2 separate regions of the Culex pipiens genome follow, and region 2 is linked to region 1. A link is a contact called in public Hi-C data. All regions are on one chromosome and are shown on one strand. Each heading gives the region's core, a stretch centred on a gene start, on an enhancer-like site or on the middle of the called end of the contact. The rest is flanking DNA. Distances are from core to core; before and after follow the strand shown. Region 1 holds the start of LOC120429008 (general odorant-binding protein 99a-like). Region 2 holds the start of LOC120424519 (sporozoite surface protein 2).

Region 1 (7,461 bases), core at 4,531-7,030:
TACAACAGGTACAGTGTGTGTGTGTACCTGTTACTGTTGTCTTCCGCGAGAGGACTTTTATGTGACGCGGCATTATTCCAGCACCCGAGAGGTCCTTCTTGAGATCGGAAATCTGGCGGTCTTGGTACCCCTGCAAGACGACCTTAACGGCTGTCTTCTACACGGGGTCGAATGTGTAGAACTTGAAGTTTTTACACTTCAATTTCTCCACAACCAGGTCGAAGTTCTTGTTGTCAAATGTGTAGACTTGCACTGACGACTTACCGATTTTCAGACAATATCCGAGGCCTTCCAGCAACTCGTCAACATCGTCCGCCAACGTGTCCAAAACAAAAATTGGAGGTGGTCTACGTTCCTTTGGAGAATTGTTCGTTTTTGGCGTCGGCACTTTTTTCCGTGCACGACGATCGTCGTCGTCGGTAGTGCTGCTACCGTCAGTGTTGTTGTTGTTGTTTTCTTCGTCGTCGCTCAGCATCTGGAACTCGTTCCTGATGGGAATGTTGGCAGATGTTGACGTGTTGGTCGTGGCACCGGAAGTACCTGAACGGGTTCGCACTGGTGATCTCGGAACATATCCGGGATGTAGTAACTTTTTGTCGATGCCTTCTGCGCTCACGCTCCCCTGCGCGATGGCGGTCGACACGGCGTTGGTTTGTTTACCTTTTTGCACACGGCCGGTAGACGAACTTCGCGGGTTTTTCGAGGCCGCACTCGAACTGCCACGGCCACGGCCGGCCTTTGGCATGCTGGAGAAGCAAACTCGCGGGTAATCACAATCAAATACGGCGAAAAAACCCGATTTAATCCCACCTGGGGTGAGATAGAGCCTTTCTTACTAAAGAATATAACAATGGTAGAACTTTTTTCAATTCATAACATCGACTTTGTTTATTTATAACGTCAGCACAAAAGAAAGTCTTATGATGAAAGCAATGTATTATAAATGATATGATTTCCAAAGGAAATAAAAAACGCAATTTTCACAAAAAGAATATTTTCAATCGTACAATATGTTTGTAAGTTTGTAATCAAACAAGCGTTTATGACAAACGCGATCATAGCAAGCTTCCCATGCGCCAGTGACAACGCACACCGCGGTTTCGTTTTTTTTAGCTTTGGTACGAGCCCTTTTGTGTGTTGGTATTGTCCGTTTTTTTCAAAGGTACACGCCGCGCGGCATTTCAGAATGTGCCGCAGACACTGTTGCCAGCGATTTTTTGCCCGCGAGCGAGAAGAAGCACTAGTTGGCAACGAAAAAAAAACAACAACACAACGCTTGAAGTTATACCTCTACACCATCGCCTCTTTAGCACAAGGCGCCGTGTGCGGTGAGCGCGAGTGTGGAGAGGAAAGGAATATAAGTTCTCTCCCTCGCTCGCTTGCGATCAAAGCTTTCCTTTTTCTCCCAACAACAAGAAGCAAGCCAAGAACTTTCGAAGAAGATCCCCTCTTTCTAAAAAGATCCCCACTCTCTAAAAGCTCTTTCAAATTCACCTCAATGTTTCTCAAGATTTAAATCTTATGCCTCTGATCTAGATAAAATATTAGTTAGGACACAAACCTCTAGACCACCACACAACAAAAATAAATGACAGAATTTAAATTGCATAATGGTCTCATGTCGCAGGTTTCAAAAAAAAATACTGGACAGTTATGCATATAATGCTAATACTAAAGAGCCGAAAAATATACGATATCTATAGTAGCAAATGAAAATCGATAGGGCACCCAACACATATAAGAGTATATTGGATCCCAATAACAAGACGCGCCAGCAGTACGCGCCAGCATTAGAAGCTCAACTTGACAACTTGTCGACTTGGCGACGATGCGTCTAAAATCGATGCAGTGTGATTTTTTGACGATTTTTCCGAAGAAAATTCATGCTGAATCGACATATTTACGAAGGTGAAAATGACGTCCAGCCTTAAAGTAAAACCTATACCTTTCTTTAGTAAGAAAGGCAAAAAGTAAATCGCTCTAAAAATTGATCCGGATTGCCGATAGGTGTCAAATTTGTTTCAGATGCTCACTCATGGTCTGTACTATGAATGTAGAAAGAAATTTCGGATAAAATCGGAAATGAAAAGTGTTGGCAAAGGTCACCAGGTGGGCTTTTACCTTTTTTTAGGGATTTTTTTTCTTTTGGTAGGTTAATCAAACGGCTCTAACTCCAGAACCAGATTATGGATCTGGATGAAAATTTGGGAGGTTGTAGAGCTCGAAAAATGCAATTTTTGAGATAAATAAAAGATATGAAAATGAAAAATTTTGACCATATTTTCATTTGAAAACTGTGTATTTTGTTGAAAAGTCTGGCCGCATCCGAAAACAGATGGATATTTCGAAATTCGGTCTCAAAATGACCCTTGTTCAGCACACCAGCTTTCAAATGCACTTGGAACAATCAAAATCGAAAATAGGGGAGCCGAGGATTACGCGACACAAAATTTGGCAAAAAATTTACCACACACGGACATCACTCGAACTCCACGGAATTTATTTTCTCAAAATTCGAGGGTTGGAGATAGGCGAGTTCTGTCAAGGTGAATCGATAGAGCGTCTAAAATCGATGCAGTGTGATTTTTTGACGATTTTTCCGAAGAAAATTCATGCTGAATCGACATATTTACGAAGGTGAAAATGACGTCCAGCCTTAAAGTAAAACCTATACCTTTCTTTAGTAAGAAAGGCAAAAAGTAAATCGCTCTAAAAATTGATCCGGATTGCCGATAGATGTCAAATTTGTTTCAGATGCTCACTCATGGTCTGTACTATGAATGTAGAAAGAAATTTCGGATAAAATCGGAAATGAAAAGTGTTGGCAAAGGTCACCAGGTGGGCTTTTACCTTTTTTTAGGGATTTTTTTTCTTTTGGTAGGTTAATCAAACGGCTCTAACTCCAGAACCAGATTATGGATCTGGATGAAAATTTGGGAGGTTGTAGAGCTCGAAAAATGCAATTTTTGAGATAAATAAAAGATATGAAAATGAAAAATTTTGACCATATTTTCATTTGAAAACTGTGTATTTTGTTGAAAAGTCTGGCCGCATCCGAAAACAGATGGATATTTCGAAATTCGGTCTCAAAATGACCCTTGTTCAGCACACCAGCTTTCAAATGCACTTGGAACAATCAAAATCGAAAATAGGGGAGCCGAGGATTACGCGACACAAAATTTGGCAAAAAAATTACCACACACGGACATCACTCGAACTCCACGGAATTTATTTTCTCAAAATTCGAGTGTTGGAGATAGGCGAGTTCTGTCAAGGTGAATCGATAGAGCGTCTAAAATCGATGCAGTGTGATTTTTTGACGATTTTTCCGAAGAAAATTCATGCTGAATCGACATATTTACGAAGGTGAAAATGACGTCCAGCCTTAAAGTAAAACCTATACCTTTCTTTAGTAAGAAAGGCAAAAAGTAAATCGCTCTAAAAATTGATCCGGATTGCCGATAGATGTCAAATTTGTTTCAGATGCTCACTCATGGTCTGTACTATGAATGTAGAAAGAAATTTCGGATAAAATCGGAAATGAAAAGTGTTGGCAAAGGTCACCAGGTGGGCTTTTACCTTTTTTTAGGGATTTTTTTTCTTTTGGTAGGTTAATCAAACGGCTCTAACTCCAGAACCAGATTATGGATCTGGATGAAAATTTGGGAGGTTGTAGAGCTCGAAAAATGCAATTTTTGAGATAAATAAAAGATATGAAAATGAAAAATTTTGACCATATTTTCATTTGAAAACTGTGTATTTTGTTGAAAAGTCTGGCCGCATCCGAAAACAGATGGATATTTCGAAATTCGGTCTCAAAATGACCCTTGTTCAGCACACCAGCTTTCAAATGCACTTGGAACAATCAAAATCGAAAATAGGGGAGCCGAGGATTACGCGACACAAAATTTGGCAAAAAATTTACCACACACGGACATCACTTGAACTCCACGGAATTTATTTTCTCAAAATTCGAGTGTTGGAGATAGGCGAGTTCTGTCAAGGTGAATCGATAGAGCGTCTAAAATCGATGCAGTGTGATTTTTTGACGATTTTTCCGAAGAAAATTCATGCTGAATCGACATATTTACGAAGGTGAAAATGACGTCCAGCCTTAAAGTAAAACCTATACCTTTCTTTAGTAAGAAAGGCAAAAAGTAAATCGCTCTAAAAATTGATCCGGATTGCGGATAGATGTCAAATTTGTTTCAGATGCTCACTCATGGTCTGTACTATGAATGTAGAAAGAAATTTCGGATAAAATCGGAAATGAAAAGTGTTGGCAAAGGTCACCAGGTGGGCTTTTACCTTTTTTTAGGGATTTTTTTTCTTTTGGTAGGTTAATCAAACGGCTCTAACTCCAGAACCAGATTATGGATCTGGATGAAAATTTGGGAGGTTGTAGAGCTCGAAAAATGCAATTTTTGAGATAAATAAAAGATATGAAAATGAAAAATTTTGACCATATTTTCATTTGAAAACTGTGTATTTTGTTGAAAAGTCTGGCCGCATCCGAAAACAGATGGATATTTCGAAATTCGGTCTCAAAATGACCCTTGTTCAGCACACCAGCTTTCAAATGCACTTGCAACAATCAAAATCGAAAATAGGGGAGCCGAGGATTACGCGACACAAAATTTGGCAAAAAAATTACCACACACGGACATCACTCGAACTCCACGGAATTTATTTTTTCAAAATTCGAGTGTTGGAGATAGGCGAGTTCTGTCAAGGTGAATCGATAGAGCGTCTAAAATCGATGCAGTGTGATTTTTTGACGATTTTTCCGAAGAAAATTCATGCTGAATCGACATATTTACGAAGGTGAAAATGACGTCCAGCCTTAAAGTAAAACCTATACCTTTCTTTAGTAAGAAAGGCAAAATTCGAAAAAACTCGCAGGTGATCACAATCAATTACAGCGAAGAAATCCGAAAAAACGATAGAGCACTGAGCACTTCACTGCTGCTTGCTCTCGTGCGTACACGGAGGTGAATAAAATATTTCAAGAAGCCTTTTATGACTGCAATACATTATTATAATTTTTCGTGTTCTTAATAAATTGCTTTGAGCAGTTTTTTCAACATAAACATTACTTTACCTCTTAGACAATTTTTTTTTTATGGATTTTACTTAAAAAAATAAACCTTAAAATATCAATACTACTGAAGTTGTCTACACGTGTAATTTTGCGTATGAAAAGTTTTTTTTTAGATTTTTTTACGGGTTGAGAGTAAGATGGAAAAAGAACATGTTAAACTCCTGTTTAACATGTTCTTTTTCCAACTTACTCTCAAGGAGCATTTAAATCCCTTTTACCTTCATGAAAGTTCAACTTATTTTTATTTATTTTTCTTTTAAAACAAAAGATAAGGTACATTTTAAAGAAAACAACAACCAAAACACCAATCGGACTCATTCGAATAAGTGAACAATCAAATTAATTATATTTGGGCAGTAAAAATACAACATGAAACTAAATTTCAAAATTTCAAATTAATAAATGACGACAACAAAATATGGATATGTGATAAAGAATAACACAATAAACACAATATAGATTATTTTTTTCCATGATATTAACCCATCTAATTCTTGAACACCACTACCTCATCCCGGAGATTTTTGACCCGTATGCGGGACTGCTGGCCGATCCTCGCTTGCGCGCCGCTATAGCCACAATATTTACTGATCAAAAGTAACCTCCTCGACTCCATCACAAAAGGTGTAATGTGATGCGATGCATGGCCCCACCAATCAAAACCGTCCGCTGTGGGGGCCCATTATCAGTCGGTATAAAAGCGGCCAATTCTGACCAAACAGAACATCAGTTCCAGTTTTTCCCGCACCATCGAAGTCGTTCAAGCCGTCCCGTCTAAGATGAAGCTGTTTATCGCCATTTTTGCCCTGATCGCCGTGGTAAGCAGCTGCTGTTAAGGTTTCGGGAGATCGTTCTGGAGTAATTTGGAACTTTTTTTTAATTCTTCCGTCTACAGGCCGCCGCTGACTTTACCGTGAAGACCACGGACGATCTGCAGACGTACCGCTCGGAGTGTGTGTCCTCGCTATCCATCTCGGACGAGCTGGTGGCCAAGTACCGCAAGTGGGACTTCCCAGAGGACGACACGACCCAGTGCTACATCAAGTGTATCTTCAACAAGATGGAGCTGTTCGACGATAACAACGGACCGATCGTGGACAACCTGGTCCTGCAGCTGGCCCATGGCCGTGATGCCGACGAGGTTCGTGCGGAGATCCTGAAGTGCGTGGACAAGAACACCGACGACAACTCGTGCCACTGGGCCTTCCGGGGCTTCAAGTGCTTCCAGACCAACAACCTGCAACTGATCAAGGCCAGCATCAAGAAGGATTAGAGTGGTTTTAGTAGGGAGCAAAATGATCGGATCGTGTATTACCAGGATGGTTTTTTGAAGGAAACGCTGGCTCTAACAATGGTTTGTGGGAAATTTGATTGGAAATTAAGAAAGAGAAAATAAAGAGAGATTTTTGTACTGAGCAGTTCAAATGGTGTAAATGATACAAATTTTGTAGCCTTCCCCTTTCAGTGATGAATTTTTATTGCAGGAAACATTGTTGCAGAACTAGTTGATTACTTTCTTACTTCTACAGTATAAAATGCAGTGTCTTGTCCAAAAAACTAAACTGAAATTACTGTTGCTGTTACTGAGTTATTTGTGTACTTGTTTATTTCTTTCACGGACTTCAATGCTCAATATTCGTCAGCCAAAATGCATATTTGTACTTAGAGATACTTAGGAGTTCTTGAATATTTCATTATTTTACTAATGATAATTGAATAAGGTCTCAGCATAACCGTCGCTAAGTTGAGTACCCATCCCAACATCCGGAACTGAGTGTCTCTATGGTGGACCCCTCGAAGAATCGCCGATGATTTGCTACTTCTACAAATTCAGCACCTCACACGCTGGACCGTCAGAAAACTGTACGCCAAGGGAACGGGAACAAAGCCCCTCATGGATCCTTCATCCAGGTGACCTGTGTGTACCCTGTTCTATACGAAGAAGACTTGTAGTCAGTGAGTCTTCGGGATTCCTTGATTCGTCTCCAAATCGGTGTCACCTGCTAGGCCAGATAAGTAGTCTAACTTTTCATTGTCGGTTATTCCAGTGTGTCCTGGAATCCAACACAAAGTTATTTGCTATTACGTCATCTTCTTCGATCGGCTAGATCTTCGCGGTGATTCAATTGTCTCGACTCTACTGCTCACAGAACATTAGAAGAACAGGGGACAGTATCAGGTTCGAAGCGTAGTTGGAAGTGATTATAATGATCAGATCTTATCGAATTCTCAACCTTTGAATCAAATAATACAAATTGGTGTACTTTAACAGCTCCTTGTTGGACCCGAAAATAACCTCCGCTTACAGTTTTACGTCGAATTCCACGATGTCTTGTGGACGAGCAATACCATCACCGCAA
Region 2 (7,360 bases), core at 3,392-5,891, 130 kb after region 1:
AGTTCAAATTCCTGATTCCAAATTTCAAAGGTACCGACTGGGATTTGATCCCTGAACCTTCTGCTTGTGAGGCAGAAGCCGTAACCATTAAGCCACGGAGCCGGTTACTGCGTTTCAAAAAGCGCATATGCTACACAAATGTTGTTTAATTATACTCATAACTTCTGTAATTCAAGTGTAATATTTTCTACTACTCTTACAGGGTAATTCTCCGCCAACTCACACACAACGCAGTTGCCCCGACCCCTCTTCGATTTTCGTGAAACTTTGTCCTAAGGGGTAAGTTTTGTCCTTGATCACGAATCCGAGGTCTGTTTTTTGATATCTCGTGACGGAGGGGCGGTACGACCCCTTCCATTTTTGAATATGCGAAAAAAGAGGTGTTTTCAAAAATTTGTAGCCTGAAACGATGATGAGATAGAATTTTGGTGTCAAAGGGACTTTTAAGTAACATCAGACGCCCGATTTAATGGCGTACTAAGAAATCCGAAAAAACGTATGTTTCATCGAAAAAAAAACACTAAAAATGTACTTAATGTACTTTTCGAATCTACATTGACCCGAATTCTACAAAAAATGTTCTAAACTCCCTTTTTTAATGTCTCGATACTTGCAAAAAATTTAAAAGGATTTTCCAAGAAATTTCTTGTAATATAACGAAAATATAGGTCATTGCTATTTTTAAGTGTTCACGCATAAGGTAAAAAAGGTGATTCTTTGCGTTTTGCATTTTTTCTGTATCGTGCGCTTGGCGTGGCGTGCGTGGCATTATTTTAATTTTTCAAAGAAATAGGGGAACAGCATCTAATTTCAGCGTGCCTCTAATGTTGGCAGGTCAGAACTTTGACATTCAATTAAAGCTAATTAAAAGCGATTTCAACTGAAATCAAGTGATAAATAGTTCAATAAGAAGTGAGCAAGCAAGTTTGTATCAAAAGTTTTGCAAAATTAGTTGTTTAAATAGTGAAAATCAACAAATTGGGTGGAGTTAGGAGCGAGTGTTTAACCTGCCAAACATACGAGAATTTCCCCTACATCCCGGCCCGAACGAGGGATAAACAAAAAAAACATAAATCATGAACGAAATTTTAGCATTCATTTGCTATTACCCAGTTAAACGAACGCCATCTAACATTGGATAGGCCAACAGAGCATTTTTCTTGTATGCAAGATTTAATGCAATTTTATGGTTTCAATATTGTTATACGAACCTACAAGAAGACTTACCAACTGTGTACATTGAAATTAACATAAACTTTTGCCATTTTTGTTGCCCTGTATAACAAATTACTACTAAATTTTATAACTAATTAACTCGAAATGGTCAGAGAATCGTATTGTCCTTTATATTAAAGCATTGTTTATTGGCATTTACCCAATACATGGGTAGTAAATCTCTATGTAAATTATTATGTACAACGGTAAAAAACACGATTAAAAACAATTTCTAGTCACTTTTTTCCAGGGAGGTGACATCTATATCTCATTACAGGCAGTTCCACCGCAGCCAACAGAAGCTGTCAACTTCGGCACCAGAACAAAAGGGAGCTGTCAATGGAGCACTTCCATTCGAGCAGTTTTTGCTTTTTTCTTATGGAGCGAACTGTCAAAAACTGCTCGACTGCGGGTGCTCCATTACGGCGCCAGCACGAAAGAACAGCTGTTCGTTACGGAACCAAAAGAAAGCAACTGCGCACTTTATAAAAAATACAAAAACTGCAGGCATAATATGGAAATAAAGTAATTGGGTACTAAAGCTCTATGCCAATTTTTATGTACAACGGTAAAAAACACGATTAAAAACCATTTCTGATCACTTTTTTCATTTTAATGCAAAATTTTTTTTTGACAAGACAACATTTTTTCGATGGATCAACTATGGTCCCCTTGGAACGAGCTGTCAAGTAGGAGCTTTTCTGTCAAGAAGGACCGCGAGGTTAATTTTTCAAAATTGATTTAAAAATCCATTTTAAGCTCTTTATGGTCGTACAAAGGGTCATTGTACTCAGAAAAATAAGCTTTATCGCTTTGAACAATAATATCAGCAATCTAAGCTTCATTTTAGGACCCAATTATTGTTTTGATGTAAAATTTTATCGCAATGTAAGTTTAATAGTTATGTGAGGTGATTTTTATCATTTTTTTGCAAAATAAGCTACTGAAGTTTGGATTATTGAGCACACATCGGGCCGATGACCTCATTTAAAGTTGTACTTTTATCACATATAACGTTTAACTCAACTACTGTGTAATTTGACTTTTACTACAGAAATTCGTATAACAAAAATTGAATTATTAATAAAAAAAATATGTTTGTTTTCACTGTGCGCAGTTTGCGCGCGCTATTAATCTCAATCACCCAAGATGGCGGCTTTTGTCATCCCCCTGCTTTTTCGTATTTCTGCAAATAAAAATAATAAATTGACAAGACAACATTTTTACAATGGATCAACTATGGTCCCCTTGGAACGAGCTGTCAAGTAGGACCTTTTCTGTCAAGAAGAACCGTAAAGTTAATTTTTAAAAATTGAATTTAAAATTCATTTTAAATTTATTGCAGTCGTTCAAAGGGAGCAAATAAGCAAATCAGAAAAATAACAATAATATCCCAAATTTTTAGGACCCAATTGCCTTATTCACCTGATGATATTCAATTGACTTGATCCAAGTTCTGATTGCCTATCAACACTCAGTTGGATTTGTAGGCCCGATGCATGTGAAACCGTCCTGCATCTGCTCAACATTTCTCACTGGGTTGTGACAGGCACTCAACACTACAGATAGTCAAGGGAAATAGATTGGATGAAAAATAAATCGGCACTGGCAACGTATGTTTTGTGCTTGCAACTCTGCCAGTTTTGCTGGACGTAAAGGGCGGTTGGTGTCCAGCGCGTAAAGATCTGTCAAACATTGATTGTTCTCAAAACAAGGATCAAGGCAACTTGAAATGGAGCACCCGCAGTCAAGCAGTTTTTTACAGTTCGCTCCATAAGATATACATTGTAGAAAAAAAGCAAAAACTGCAGGAATGGAAATGCTCCATTATCAATGGAGCCTTCCATTCGAGCAGTTTTTGCTTTTTTCTACAATGTATATCTTATGGAGCGAACTGTCAAAAGCTGCTCGACTGCGGGTACTCCATTGCTCGTTACACGGAAAAAAATCAGTTCCAAAAACCGTGAACAAGCGTTCGTGAAATTCGAAACTACGAACAAAGTGTTCAAATTGGTACGTTTTAGAACACTTTTTTCTTGGTTCCAAATTTAATGAAGGCATGTTCACGATTTTGGGACTGGTTTTTCGTGTGGATAAATCGAAGGCTTCTGCTTCTTCTAAGCTTGCTAGGATTACTATCGAGTTAGCACAAAAGACTGCAGATGCACATAAATATCAAAAATCAATGTTCTCGAATCTAAATACAAAACAAATAAAAAACTCGTGGCTACTAGAATGCATATACGCAGCACACATAACGGTTCCAGAATGTTATGTTTCTAAATCAATAATTCGCATGTAAATAACCACAAAGAATGTTTTGACCGATCTTGATGACAGACAACTACAATTCAATAATCCTAGTCACAAGTGAACAATAAACAAAACCACAAACCCACTATGTACTTGCGTCGTCTATGAATGAAACAATACGTGACCAAAATTGGTTATTAAGCCGACTATGGATACTGGACTGACTGACGGTTGAAATTCTCTGTCTTCTAACTCTGATGTGGTTTACCACACCACTGACTGCCACCGTGTGTTGAACCCATCTCCAGATTGGTTTGATCCTTTCCTCGTTAGTTTGCATGGAAGGTGCTGTGTTTCTCGCTGCCTCGACATGGCTCATTTAAATTGATTGTTTTAACTTCAAAGAAACGTATGGCCGCGGTGGCCTGGCTGTACGCAGTTTGACAGGTTCAATATAAAGCCTGACGTCTTTTTTTATTCGTTGGACTAGTCTCGATATGAGAATTTATTCGAATTCTTGTTGTTATGAATTCTAAAGATGTGAATGCAAGCTGCTGTCTATCACAAATTATTTCTGAAAATATGGTTTAACCAATAGTACCGTCAAATTGGGGGATATTGATACCCCGGAATGACCCTGGCAAAAAAAAACTATAAAATCAATTAAAATCAACGTTATGGCTCTAACGATCTTTCCTAAGACAACAAGGTGAACCATCCGTATAAAAATAATGCGTTTAGGCTCAATGAGTTTTAACCTTAAAAACTTTATGCCTAATGAGTAATAAGCCAGTCAGTGAGCGTGTGAGTGGGTGAGTAGATGAGTTAGTCAGTGGGCAAGCGAGTGAGTGAATCTGTGAGTCAGTTTGAGTGAGACAGTGAGTGAGTAAGTTACATAGTTAGAGCACGGGTCCTTGATTTAACATAGCAGACAGACTAGTGTGAAACAGTGACTTGAAATTTTTTTCACTTTTACAATAATTATCATCATGTAAAAAAAAGTTTCTTCAACTACCCAGAAAAGAAAAATGAAACCGTTTCCCCAGTCAAAACTCTCTTCCCTTTCAGCGACTCTTTCAGCGCGCGCACGACATTCAGCGACGAACCCCGAGTGAGCGCGGGCGCGGGATTTCGCATCAAGTCACGAACCGCGTGCTCGCAACCTCCGGGCAAGAGTCGCCAGGTCCTACCTCAACGCTGCCAAAGACCACAACCAACAGGCAAATTTCTCTCCTCTCATCACAAGTCCCGCGCCGACGAAGCCGGACAGCAACTCTCACGTCGTCCAAACAACACTGGAGGAGTTTGAGAAAAAAAAAGGTTTATGTTACTTATTATAAAAGAAGGTAAACAGTCGTTCTGCGGGCCCATTTGAGCACTTACCGTGGTGGAGTAAAGTCGTCAAAGTCGGCAGTTGGCAGTCAGCGTTAGTGATCGTAGTTACCTCTGATAAGTTCAGCTGGGGCTGGAGTGTTTGTGGTGCAAAGGTGGCCGCCTGCTGCGATTCAAGAGTTGCTGCCGCCCAAGCTTCCGAGTGTTCCGAGAAGCAGAAGCAGATTAGTCAACGGTCACTTGGATTGACGGATTACCACACAACGACGTTAGGGTTTGGGTGCGTGTGAGCAAGTGCTAACGCCTACTTAGCGAGTGCAAGTGTATGCGCTGAGAACATTTGAAACAAACTTTTTCGAAAGTCTCACGATAATTAAGGGTGTGATAAAAACCCAAGTGACTGACTGAGCAAATCTTGCCAACGCGCAGCTAATAATAAACTGTTCCAGTTGTTGATCGTGTGTTTGTGTGGACTAATCAGGCGTTCTAAACGCCCAACACTTCAACAGCTTAATCGCAGTAGCCCGGTCGTAGACAGACCACCGTTTTCTCGTTTCGCCTACTCTGAGTGACCACGGCGGTAGCATTCCGTGTGTGTACAGCAAGTGGCAGCTTAGTAGCAGGAACCAGAGCAGCTGGACCCCAGACGTTTCGCAACAATCATGAAGATCAAGGTAAGATTCGATATCGGTGGCAGCAGCCGGTGGCGTTCGAAACGGTGTGCGGTGTCGTGCTGTGACAGGGATACGGATCTAAGCCCGAGGAACTGGATCTGAAAACTAGATTGAAGTTCAAGACGGATGACGAATGGGGAGCAAGGTGCTGGAGTATATTATGAAGGATAGCACATTTACGGGAAGCCGCCATGCGTTCAGGGGGATAAGTTCCTGGATGCGGATCCTAAGATGCTGATTAAATTTTGGCAAATAAAACATTTATCGAACCTTGGAGTTTGGGTAATATAGTTATCGGAATTTATGATTTTCGATACTGTGAAATTCTTTAGAAAATCGACCGAATCTTGAATTTAGCATTCGATAAAAAATGGAGACTGTATATATGTATGTAAAAGTTACATATTGTAGTCCTCCGAAAATATTTTTTTTTTTTTTCAAAATATCGCCTCTGTCGTAAATATTAATAACAATGGGTTTTTTTTTTTGAGTATAACTTTTTTCAATTGTCCTCATCATAACCTACAACTTTGCCGATTATCATGCTTAGAATTTCCGGGCGCTTCGAAACCCGGAAACCTCATCTTGCTTTATCAAATATTTGGATATAAATTCGCATAATAACTGTCAATACCGTAAACTGGGTTCAATCGGGACACATGGGGCGAATTGGGACAGCAGTTTTAACCATGTCGGAGCAAAATATTTTGATTTTTCTGGTTGGTTTCGGTTAGAGCAGACTTAGACCAATAAAGTGTGTACACCCATTTCCAAATTTAAAAGCTGTAAGTGCTCTAAAAACTGCTGTCCCTATTCAGACTGTAGTCCCGATTTGCCCCAGATTACGGTACTGTGTTATTTGATGAATACCACATTAACTTTCATGTCGAATTTATTTTGAGGCTATAGTCAATGCCAAAACAATTAAATTAAATTAAAATATGAGTTTACTAAACACGTGAAATATAACAAAGGGGTCGCGAAAGCAAATGCCCGGATTATAAATCAGCTTTTATCAGTGTCCGAGATTCGAAGCACAACATTTCACTTTATTTTTAAGACTCTACCGAAAAGGCATATTTTGCATGCATTCTCCTAATTTAACTGTATACACACAGAAAGAAAAGTGGAATTTTGGAAGGTTGAAAAATTGATAGGTTGAATATTACCTCTTTTTGCCTTCCTCACCTTACTAAGGCAAGGCTATAAAATCACTCAAAAATTGAACTTTTTATAAAAGCCTCCAAGATTGCGGATTTCAGAGATTTTGCAACAATCGTGCAAGTTGTAAAAAGCTCTCCAACAAAGTGCACACTTCAAACTACAGCAGAAAAAAACTATCCAAGACACACACCCTAGTTTGAAACCCGCTCGCCAACAGTGGTGCGTGTCTCGACTGAGCTTTGTTGCTTTCGGACACTTTAGAACAGTTTCAAACTAGGGTGTGTGTCTTAGACAGTTTTTTTCTGCTGTAGTTTAAGGTGTGCACTTTTGTTTAAAGCTTTCCACAAGTTTTTTTTTCTTAACTTATTTTTATTAGGTCCTTTTAAGTGCTGTGACCAGGTTGGGACCGAGGATCAGTAAAACAATATATAATAACAAAAAAACAAAAAAGAAAACTCCTTAAATTCCATACTTGGATATCATGTAACTGACGAGGGTTACTTGGTCCAAGCGGGTCTTGCAGGTCTTGAACCTGCCGATGTACTCGGAGAAAATCCCCCACAGCTCAGCCGAACTGTAGAGTACCTCCCCGGCTTCCTTTTCTGTGGCTCCACCGTCTCGGGGGCCACCTTGGCTGCTTCCTGCGGGACGAGGGCGATTTTCCGTCCGGAACTGCGCCCGGCAGCGGAGGGAACTCCGCCGGCGTAAACGCCGGAACTGCT

The links. Hi-C and Micro-C count contacts between places; a contact is called where the count stands out from the background.
Region 2: a Hi-C map of embryo shows a contact between it and region 1, with 8 times the contacts expected there. The contact joins the promoter of LOC120424519 here to the promoter of LOC120429008 in region 1. A contact is called at or near these places in 2 of 3 Hi-C or Micro-C datasets (embryo and whole pupa).

The regions. Positions count from the first base shown.
Region 1 is chr1:57,095,506-57,102,966 of TS_CPP_V2, forward strand. LOC120429008 (general odorant-binding protein 99a-like) reads left to right here and starts at 5,781. Exons shown (of 2, transcript XM_039594146.2): 1 at 5,781-5,919; 2 at 5,997-6,519. The coding sequence starts at 5,881. The coding sequence ends at 6,374.
Region 2 is chr1:57,228,220-57,235,579 of TS_CPP_V2, forward strand. LOC120424519 (sporozoite surface protein 2) reads left to right here and starts at 4,642. Exons shown (of 3, transcript XM_039588675.2): 1 at 4,642-5,474. The coding sequence starts at 5,463.